Linked DNA regions of Triticum aestivum: region 1 is linked to region 2. The links are chromatin contacts, called in public Hi-C maps. All regions are on one chromosome and are shown on one strand. Each heading gives the region's core, a stretch centred on a gene start, on an enhancer-like site or on the middle of the called end of the contact. The rest is flanking DNA. Distances are from core to core; before and after follow the strand shown.

The links. A called contact is a pair of places that touch in the nucleus more often than the background predicts.
Region 1: a contact with region 2 is called in a Hi-C map of leaf, with 6 times the contacts expected there. The contact joins the promoter of LOC123119876 here to the enhancer-like site in region 2. A contact is called at or near these places in 2 of 5 Hi-C or Micro-C datasets (both in leaf).

What each region holds. Positions count from the first base shown.
Region 1 is chr5D:129,159,880-129,165,960 of IWGSC CS RefSeq v2.1, reverse strand. LOC123119876 (guanylate kinase 1) reads right to left here and starts at 4,167. Exons shown (of 11, transcript XM_044539837.1): 1 at 3,872-4,167; 2 at 3,443-3,488; 3 at 3,206-3,295; 4 at 2,625-2,701; 5 at 2,410-2,536; 6 at 1,613-1,975; 7 at 1,418-1,539; 8 at 1,159-1,294; 9 at 1,003-1,048; 10 at 809-917; 11 at 291-719. The coding sequence starts at 3,445. The coding sequence ends at 611.
Region 2 is chr5D:128,656,787-128,662,331 of IWGSC CS RefSeq v2.1, reverse strand. No RefSeq gene overlaps it. Among protein-coding and RNA genes, the nearest start is that of LOC123119874, 71 kb to the right of the region's middle. Within about 2 kb of position 1,626, at least 5 of the 8 cell types and tissues checked have an H3K27ac peak or open chromatin away from gene starts, as enhancers often do. A contact at or near this core is called in leaf, where this site is marked.

The DNA.
Region 1 (6,081 bases), core at 2,918-5,417, 500 kb before region 2:
AAAAAAATTAACATCCACAATACCAAATCAATGTCATTAAAATCATCATTCAATATATTTTTATACCACATATTTTTTTGTGAAAGTTTAGACTGTCAAAAGAAAATTTGATCAAAGTTTGACTTAGGTCAAAGTTCATATGCGAAATAAATAAATAAAAGAGGGAGTACATGTGTAGAACAGGGTCACAGTTTCCACACAAGGCAAGTTCTGAAACTCCTCATGATAACCAAGACAGGTTCTGCATATTAGTATTTAAAGCAACAGGAATGCATTTGCAGCAATTGAACTAACATTATAACATCACCTGATTTCTTCATTCTTGCAAACAAACAAAACATGGTTGGGATAGGCCCTCGACATATGTTCCACTGAACAAATATAAGGTACACAAACCCTCAACAATAAGAGGTACAATCCCTCTGGCATTCATTCTGGTACAAAGAACAAACGAAGCGCCTCTCCGGCAAACAAATGATAAATGGAAATAAATCCCTTATGTTTTGCTTTTTCTCTAACTAATATGTTTCTGAAGCTGTTATACCTCACTAATTGATCCAAAATCCATCAGTCAACACTTCTGCGACATCGTTTGTAAGAATGTTTTGGGTTATCTAATGCCCTTCAGACAGTTGTCAATGGAGTTAATTGAGTGTATCTTAAGACCTCTTGTTCGTCCAGGAGCGCCACCTGTGAGAGAGGATAAGTCGACCGCTAGCCTGTTAAAAAGTTCGAACATGCACGAGTAAGAATCATATCATTAGTTAATACCATCGCAATACATAGAAGAAGGGGCAAGGTGACTTACAAGCTTGCAGCTCCTTTTACTACTTCGCCAGTTTCAGATTGCAAAAAAACTTCTGACTCTGTTTTGGACATGATAGAATAACATGCGGTTGCTTTCCCATCCTCGATGACTGAAGCACAGCAAGATTTAACATTAAAATTTGACGCAATGAAGCATTATAATACATTGGAAATAGGAAGTTTCATATAACTTACAACAACCATCTGAATCTTTGTGGTCATCATCCAATGAAAGCAACTTCTGCAGGTTGCAATAATAATTTAATACAAAGAAAAGGGGGCGATGACAGTGCCTTGCATTCAAAAAATCAGGCAAGGAAAGCTTATGTAACCAGTGAGCTGTGTAACTACCTTCAAATTCTCATAGCATGCTTCAAGGTTATCATTTACCAAAAGATGATCAAAAAGACCTGGTGAATTGGACTGGTCAAGCTCAGCACGAGCATTTCTAAGTCGCTTTTGGATTTGTTCCTCTGTTTCTGTGCCCCTGTATAACCAATTGACCAGAGTGTAAATGAAGCATATCTTCACTTTATAATGTTGTAACTGAATTATCAAACAAAGAAGCTTAAGGCTATCAATGCATAAATACTATAATCTACAAATATACCGTGCCCGAAGGCGCTTCTCTAGTTCCTCGAATGACGGAGGGCATACAAAGATGAATATTGCTTCAAGAGAAGAAGCCCTCACAGATCGTGCTCCTTGGACATCAATGTCGAGAATGCACCTCTTCAATGAAAAGCAATGGAAAGATGAATAATTCACCTTTCAGAAACTAGTATAGAAGTGGAAGTGATTTTACCTTCCCCTCATCAGTAACAGATTCAACTGCTTCAATACTCGTCCCATAGAGATTTCCATGAACATGAGCAAATTCAAGGAATTCCCCCTCACTTATATCTTGTTCCATCTTGCTTCTTCCAGCAAAATGGTAGTGGACACCATCTATTTCCTTCACCCTTGGAGACCTTGTAGTGTGGCTAACAGAGAACCCAAATTTCGATGGGTACTCTTTCATCAATTTTGCTATTAGCGTCCCTTTACCAACACCAGATGGCCCACTAATCACAACTGGTTTTTGGGCGACACCAAGTACTCCCTTGCTCCAGGAAACAACTTCTGAACCCTTGATTTTCCGCTGTTGTTTAACAAAGGGGGTATCTATCTGAAGATGTAAAGAAAAAGAGGGTGAGCTCAGACAGGTCAAATAATAAAAAGGAAAATTAATAATCATGAAATATTGTCACGCAAAAATATACGACGTCTACTATACCCTGTGCTACACACACACACACACAGAGAGAGAAACAGAGATCTACATTTACTGAACAATAGATGGGCTAAGACACGATACCAGTTACCATCATGCCACTAATACAGTTCTGGCTTGCCAGTAAGACGAAGTACATTAAAAACCAAACAACACTGCATCGTGAGATGGCACAAACCAAAAAGACCACTGCATCGTGTGTTTACTTGAAGCTCCCCAGGCCCACCATTAAAAAGGTGAAAAAAACCTTCCTCTATATTTTTGTAAAGTAAGAGCAATAGACAGACCAAGAAGGATAGCAATTCTTTGTCAATCTAGGTAATGTTTACCTCAAGGAACCAGATGGAATCATTCAAGGAAACACCCTTCTCAACAACCAATATCTTCTCCTCATTTATAAGAATTGCTGAGTGTGACTTGGATGGAGGCTGCGCTCCAAGTACTGTCGGCACAATCCTGCCACAAAACAAATAGTCGAATGACCATCCACTAAAAACCAAGGAAATTATAGGGACGACAAGAACAAAAATGAAAAGTACAATACCAGGTCTGAGTTAGTTTGTCCAGAATTTTGATGCCAAAGGATGACTTTGAGTCATCATCTGTTCTGCCAATTACATACTGCAAAAAAAGAAAATGTTGTTACAATCTAGCTTTATAGTTTAGAGTGCTCCTTAGTATGATAAACACTACAGCTACATGGGAAAAGATTATTTTACTGAACATATGGAAAACAGTAGGTGTAAGTTAGTGCAGCCAGTGAGCCAGATAAGTACAAGAAAGTCATTTGGTACCATATATTAAACCTACAGTAACTTTATAATTATTAATGAAACAAACAGCTCAGCTCTCCTTTTGATCTCAAAATAAATGGGTGTCATATCTTCCTTGATGTTCCAATACTAGCACAACACATTCTTGTTACATCTCTATCAAAACCAACATGATATCGCCAAAAAGATGCAAAACAGTTGCCAGCTTTCTAAGCTCAATCTTATTAATTTTTAAGTAACATAATAGAGGTGATAGCTTCAACAACTATGAACAAGAAATAGTGGCAGTCAATCATATCTAAAATCAAATTGAAAGCATATGTATATGAGTTGACTTATTCAAGGGACTCGCCGTCTTATCGCCAACAACTATGGCATTCTCTTGGCAATCCTTGGACCCCAAGGTGATGCGGTCAACGCGAAACTCAGGAGCCTCTTCACCCTGTTTATCACATCAAACCAAAATTTGGAGTCTGTTAGGCACGATACCTAATATAATCTCCGCCTAATCTTCCTTGACATGCTACCTAAGTACAACATCAAAAGAACAGAGAAAAAGGAGCGCATAAAAAGCTAGTGATGAACTCACCATAAAATAAGCCGTGATCGGGAGCAGATGGGACGAGCCTGGCGTCCTATTCATAAAAGTGAGCATAAACAAATGATCAGGAAAAAAAGTTTAAACAGTAGATTGATTTACTCAGAGAATAAGACCCAAGTGGATGAATTCATCCCAACATCCACCGCCAAAAGAAGAAGCGAACCTTTCATTTGCTCTCACACATTTCAGGAATCGAGCTTTCCACAACGAGGACGACAGGCTACGCGACCAAAGCTACACTAATCACGCGCCATTACCATTCCAAGGCTAGATCCAACAAAACGCAGCCACTAATAGGGGGTGTTGTCTTCCTAAGAACCAGGCACCAACCACCGTCGCGACCATTCCAGGAACAATCAAGGAAACCCTAAATCGAGCCGTGCAGGGCCGAAAACCAGATACGGGCGGGACACAAACCTCGCTTCCCCGACGAGATCCCGCGATCCCGGCGCCGCCCCGAGCTGGAGGCCGAGAAACGAACGAGCGCGGTAACGAATGTCGCCGCGGCGGCGGCTGGTGCGACGGGGCGGTCAGCGCGGAGGAAGGAGGGGGTCGAGGCGGCGGCGCTGGGATGGGAGGAGGGAGGGAGGGGGGGAGGGATCAAATGGGGGCAGGAGCCCTCTGGGTCTCGGGTTGGAATTGGAATTTTGCAGGGAAGAAGCGACGGCGAGGCTGCGGCGTTTTTATACAACTTTTTCTCCTTCCCTTTTCGCTTGTCATTTCCCCCCTCTCTCCCCTTTATATCGATGGAACTGCATTATTTTGGTCGGATTCGGTGGATCTGGTCTTGTGTCTTGACCCGAACCCCTAGGCCTAGAGCATCGCTTCTTTCCCTGGCTAGTATAGTTTGGACCTTTTCTACGGCAGCCTTAACCCTTTTTTGCCCTTTCTTCGCACGTTAGACCGACCTGAAGTCGATTCAATAAGGGGCAAAGGGAAAAGGAAAGTTTGAGGTCCATCTGAAGCATTGGAGAACCATAGCTCCAGTTTGACGCTAGACGTCATTCTTTTCACACCATTTTTTCTGTATAGTGTCCACGTATATTTACTAATTACACATGTCTGGCACTGAGATATTGATTATGTCATGGCCAAAAAAAAATTTATCAAGTTTTGCCATGTTCATATCAACTTCTATTTTTCCCTAGCATTGGTCAAACCATGCGTAGGTTAAACTTGGCTAATAACATGACCAGACATAATTGTGTCAAGGTTAAAAGAGTTCGACAAAGCATATAATATGCTAATGCTGTTAGGCTATCGATCTTCTTCAGAATTCAGGTACGCAGTACAGAGGATACACAATACAGAGGGTAGCTAGTTCCTTCAGATACAACTTGTGGGAGAGGAAAGAAGAAAGTGCAAAAGCAAAGAAGGAGCCGCCGATGCCGTTCGTTGCCAGATCCAACCGGATGTCTTTCTCTCTGAATCGCATGGTTTAAGTAGAGCTCACCCATTCGGGTCCCATGAATCTTCGGTTGGGATGCCTGATCCTGGCTGGCTTGGCGATGACGCGCCCCTCTCCTTGATTGGTCCACTTGGCGTTCCCTCCTGCTGGCGTGGCCGGGTCAGCTGTTGCGGCAGCGCTACTGCCACTTCCCTCTCCAGGCTTACTTAGTGTGCTGACATCCCCTCCTCCTTGACTTGCGGCTTGCCCCCAAGCCGGTAGATGAGGAAAGCGGTGGCGGAGGGAAAGGGCGTCCTCCCAAGTGGCATCGAGAATATCAGGATCAGACCAACGGACCAGGATTTGCTCACGACGACCGGAGGGTGTGTTGCGCCATCGGCTGTTCAAGATTTCCACTGGAATAAGAGAACTGTCATAAGGAACTGGCAAGTTCGAAGAGACAGCCGTACCTGGAGCCAAAGCTTGCTTCGGTTGGGAAACATGAAAAACAGGGTGAATCTTGGAGTCAGTTGGCAAGTTCAGCTCGTAAGCCACTGGATTGATAGCTCGTTTGACTGAAAACGGCCCAAAATATCTGCATGCCAATTTATGGTTAGCCCTTTTTGCCACTGACATCTGCACATATGGTTGCAGCTTGACAAAGACTGAATCCCCTGTTTTGAACGAGCTATCAGTGCGCTTCTTGTCAGCTTGGACCTTCATAATGTGCCTTGCTCGATGCAAATGTTGCTTCAAGACGATCTGCATCAGCTGGCGCTCTTCGAGCCATTCTTTCAGATCTGGTATTTTGCAAGTAGACGCCGCTTCAATGCCCCAGTGTCTCGGTTCATGGCCATACAATGCTTGGAAAGGAGACATATCCAATGCTGAATGATAACTGGAATTGTACTAGAATTCCGCGAGTGACAAGTATTGACTCCAGCGGCCTGGACAAGCATGTATGAAACATCGCAGAATAATTTCCAAACACTGATTGACCCGTTCTATCTGCCCGTCAGTCTGTGGGTGGTAAGGTGTGCTCATATTCAGTTCAGACCCAATCACATGGAACAATTCCTGCCAAAACTTGCTTGTGAAGACCGGGTCTCTATCTGAAATAATAGCCTTGGGCAATCCGTGCAGTTTGTACACATTATCTAGATACACCCTGGCCACTTTCGCTGCTGTGAAGGGATGATTCAGTGGTAGGAAATGGGCATAACGCGTGAATTTATCCACG
Region 2 (5,545 bases), core at 377-2,876:
CCTTGTCTGCTTGCTTGTTTGCCGAGGATCTTGAGTTTGCGAGCTAGGATAAACGTTCCAGCCAGAGTCCCTACGGAGTGGAGTCCATCACCGTCGTCGCTGTTCCGCTGCTAGTAGTTATTCCGCTGCTTCGAGTTGTTCTACTGCTTGCATAGAGCAACCTTGGCAGGCGTAGCGTCGTCGTGCCGTTGTAATCCCCTTGTACCCATATCGATTGTAATAAAGAGCTGATTTGTTCTATGCCAGCAGTGTCGTATTCCAAAAGACTTACCTCGATCTCTGGGCTGGAATACGGGGCGTTCCGATCTCTCTGAGCCGGGGTACCACATTTGGGAGGCGCGAAATCATCCCGGGCTGCAAACACACTAGGAGACTCGCACTTTTGGGATGGTGCAGCGCCGGGGTCGGACCATTTTAGCGGATCTCGAGGACCCTGTCTCCTTGGATGCTCACACTAGTTGTCTCCGCCCAGACATGGCAACACGGGCGTGAAGGCTTTTATCCTTCTTGAAGGTTACTGAAGAAGTTGACTTAGCCATAAGTTTATAAATTTCATATCTTGAAATGATTAAGTTGTTGTTGTATATGCTATGTAGTCCATTTGTTAGCCGAAGTCCTACTCTGAGCTCGAGCTCAAATGCTCTTGCATAAATAGTAAAATAAAAAATTATTGAAAATTCAAAAAATTCATATTTTTTGTGTGGCAAACATTAAGCAATGTTTTGAGTGCTTACAAATTTTCAGCATGAAATCACATTCGTAGAAGTCGTGGCAAAAAACATAAAATCAGTGCTCCAAAATGCTTTTGAAAGTAGCATCTTCGGAGCATCGATTTTGTTTTTATGCCATGACTTCCATGAATGATGATGGTTGTGGACATCATGGTCAGGCCTCGACCTTCCTTCCGAAAACGAAACAATTCCTATATACCTAAGAGTCGTTCCTGCAAACTTATTTAACTAAAGATAAGCATGTCACCTCATCATACAATAATGAATGAGATAAGACTCGCCTCAAAAAACAACCATATAGGAGAAAAGACCCACCACAAAGGTCAACCATGCATGGAAAATGTCTCCGATTCAATAATTTTACTTATATTTAAGAAATATTGTTACAACTATACATAATCAAATACTCCATACGTTCCTAAATATAAGTCTTTTTAAAGATTTCAATATGTATGGATGTATATAGACATATTTTAAAGTTTAAATTCACCATTTTGCTTCGTCTGTAGTCCATATTGTAACCTCCAAAAAGACTTATATTTAGAAACGGAGGGAGTACAATAAATCATATGTATTTTAAATTTTGATACTCATATTCTTAGCCTAAGTTTTCGTCGATCAATTCCCACGGCAACTCATGGGATATCCTCTAGCTTATTTTATAAGCACCGCCCGCTTTAGTTTTAGCCGGGCAAACCCTAACCCTAGGACGACTCGGCCGTTGATCCATCTCAAGCATCTCGAGGCATGTACAGTGAACTCATGATCTATAAACAACTGAAAAGCGCATAAATCCAAGCTCCAGTAAGCACCGGCAGTGGGGCGGCTACAAGTGGTCAACTGGCCCTGTCTGGTATGTTCCTCACCCTTTCCGCGCAAGTGGGCGTGCAACTTGCAGGCCCCTTCCCGCCTGAAACCTGCCTCCCTTCATTCTGGCCTGCTGCGACAGTGACAACCCCCTCCCTCCTCACGGAAGCCGACAACCGGCGCGCTACCAACCTTGGACAAAATCATTAGATCGCTAATCAGATTTGATCTTGATTCCTGAACGAAAGCCAGGTTTTAGTAGTAGCCTTCAGAAGGACATACGGTGACATCGCAACCAATCTGCATATGGCCCTCCTTGACAGATTCCTAGGTAAGAAAAACCGCGTGAATACACGCGTATACCTGCAAGTTCCAACCGATTGCAGAGATCGTGCCCCGTTACTTTGTCAGATTCTTTGTACAAGGTGCCTGTCTCCTAGCTTTGATAGTCAAACACATAGGCAACAACCAGTTATATGATTGTAAAACAAAAGGTTATATGAAATTGACACGTCATTTATAGCCAATTTAATACTCCCTCTGTTTCTAAATATAAGTCTTTTTAATATTTTAATAAGGACTACATACGGATGTATATAGACTTATTTTAGAGTGTAGATTCACTCATTTCGCACCGTATGTAGTCCACATTGAAATCTCTAAGAAGACTTATATTTAGGAACAGAAGGAGTAGTCAATATGTTTTTAACACAGTATAGACGCAAGCGCTTATATACACGCGCATACACTCACCTCTATGAACGCACACACGAACACCCTACCCCTATAAGCACCTCCGAAAGACTGAGCCGGCATCGCCGGAAATCCTGAAATAAATCCAGAAATAAATATGAGCACTAGGACTTGAATCCTGATGGGCTAGGGATACCATCTAACCATCCAACCACAGGTTGGTTCGTAATAGTTAATATGTTAGTATGTTATTAAGAAGTATTCCCTCTGTTCCATAATATAAAACCCTTTTTAACACTACACAGTTTCAACAAATGACTCATACTCCCTCCATCCGAAAAAACTTGTCCCTCGAATGAATGTATCTAGCACGTATCTAGCACCAACTTGGTGCTAGATACATCCATTTGAGAGACAAACTTGGGACAAGCTTTTTCGGACTGAGGGAGTATTATGGTACAGTGTTTTAGAAAAGGATGATGATCCCGGCCTCTGCATCTGGGCGATGCATACAGCCACTTTATTAATTATTTTCACAAGACCTTACAAAGGCATACAACAGTAAGACTAAAACCGCCGTCTAAGCAACAAATGTCGCTACACCTATCCAGTTGATGAAGGGGCGTAGATAGCCTGGGCCTAATAGGCATCGCAGCCAAGCCTAACATCTAAGACCTGAGACCACAACCTACCCACTTGCCGGGTCTGGGGCACACACTGTATTATGGTACAGTGTGACTACTACTTTATTAATATCTAGCCCACTTGATATTCTCACAATATTTTTTGAAGCCTGTGTTGCAGCTCGTTGTTAATCTACAACCCACTTCTCTTCTCTTTCATCTTCCCTCTCATCCAACTCAGCAAAAAACTTAATCTTTACAGTTTACTAAGTGTACCTTATTAGACTTGCTCTTAAGGCATCTCCGGTACCTTAAAGTGCATGTAAAAGTCTAGACCACATGGACCAGACACTTTTGTCATGCAATGCGGCCTCTAAATATCCACACACCAGTTTGGATGTGAGGCCTCCTCTTAACGCTTCAGACGCCTGGAAGCTCCAAGGCGCAAGCGCAGAATTCACGGTGTTGCGACCCATTAGCGAGTTGCCTCTCCATCGACTCGCTCGGTCAGCGGTTGGATTGCTCGTTCGTTGGTTTGCCCTTAACTTTCCCACGACCATTGACCAAGGTTGTTGACTGTCTACTTTCTAAAAAAAATCTTGAAGTTTCAAAAAGCACAAATTCGGAAAACTATTCATGAGTTTGATTTTTTCATGAATTAAAAAAGTTTGCAAATTTGGAAAAGGTTCGTAAATTTGAAAAAGGTTCGTGAATGGAAAGATATATTCATGAATACAAAAAAGGCATATTAAAAAGTCCAAGAATTTGGAAAAAGAGTTCCAATGATTTGGAAAAAGTTCACACATTTTTAGAAAGTTCATGAATTCGGAAAAAGTTTGTGAATTTGCAAAAGATTCAAAAATTTAAAAATAACAAATTTGTAAATTTTTCGTGAATACAAAAAAATATTTACATATTTGCAAGATATCACAAATTTCTTAAAAAACTTACATGAATTTGGAAAGGATCATAATTTAAAAAATTCATGAATTTAAGAAATTTCACAAAACTAAAAAAAAGCTCACAAACTTGAAAAAATTACAAACAATTTTAAAAGGGACAATTGCATTTTTACCCCTAGTTGGTTCCTATCCACGGGTTTTGCCCTTGCTTTTCGAGCTTGCTCAGTTTTGCCCTTACTTTTTCCGTCATGGTCCCTCAAATGCCCTTTGACCGTTTGACCAAAACTTTGAAAATTCTTAACTAATTCATATGAACTCAGAAAAAAGCAAATAAGATATCAAAATGTTCAGATAAACATTATCTTTATGTGCATATCATTTGCATTCAGGACAAAAGCATCCTTTAAACTACCTGAGGTAATTAATGTTATTAACATTATTAAAAATAAAAAGGTATAAACAATATTTTTTCATGAATAAAAATTACATGCAAATGTAGGTGATGTTTTCTGAACATCCAGATATCTTATTTGCATTTTTCTGAGTTCGTATCATCTTATTATGAATGTTCTAACGACTTTGACCATTATTTGGAAACTTCATAACAAGTTGATACGAACTCAGAAAAATGCAAATAAGATATCAGGATGTTCAGAAAACATCACCTACATTTGCATGTAACTTTTATTCATGAAAAAATATTTTTTATACCTTTTTTATTTTTAATAATGTTAATAACATTAATTACCTCAGGTAGTTTAAACGATGCTTTTGTCCTGAATGCAAATGATATGCACATAAAGTTAATGTTTATCTGAACATTTTGATATCTTATTTGCATTTTTCTGAGTTGATATGAATTTTCAAAGTTTTGGTCAAACAGTCAAAGGGCATTCGAGGCATCTTGACGGAAAAAGTAAGGGCAAAACTGAGCAAGCCCGAAAAGTAAGGGCAAAACCCGTGGGTAGGAACCAACTAGGGGTAAAAATGCAATTGTCCTATTTTAAAAATACATGAATTTCAAAAACGTTTGTGAATATGAAAAAGGGTTCAAATTTATTTAAATAATGAATTTGAAAAATGTCCGTGAATACAAAAACATATTCAAGAGTTCGAAAAAATAATTTAAAAATAATTTGAGAAAGATCGTAAATTTGGAAAAAAGATTGCAAATAAAAAACATTCATGAGAGTTTGGGAAAAGTAAAAAATATATTCACAAATTTGAAAAAGTTCACGAACTAGAAAAGCTGGCAAATTTGAAAAATATTCTTGAATATAAATATATGCATGAATTTGGAAAAAATTCACAGACTTGAAACAAAGTTTACAAATTAGGAAAAAGTGCGTGAATTTGTAAAAGAAAAGTTCATGAAAAATAAAGTGAATACATAATTTAAAAAGAATAAAAACCAGCCAAAATGGACAGAAAAAGAAAAAATAAGGCGAAAAATGAACAAAACCAACCAAATTGGATAGAAAAAAAAAGCAAGCGACTTCAAAGATGAAGTGGGGCTATTCGATTGTGTTACCGCATATTTAATTTTCAAGTGAATTGTTCGCAGCATATTTGGGACGCCCGGATAATTAAGCTACAGAAACCCCCTCGTAATAATGCCACATCACCTCGGTTACTATTGTTAAACTTGCGTTGATTAGGAACGGATTCAAATTCAAATTCAAAATCAAAGCAAACAACAAAAATTTTCAAATGTGAAAACTAAAATGTTCGGGTTGTGACAAATGTTGCATAGGTAGATATGGTGAAGAACCCATATTTAAATAAAATG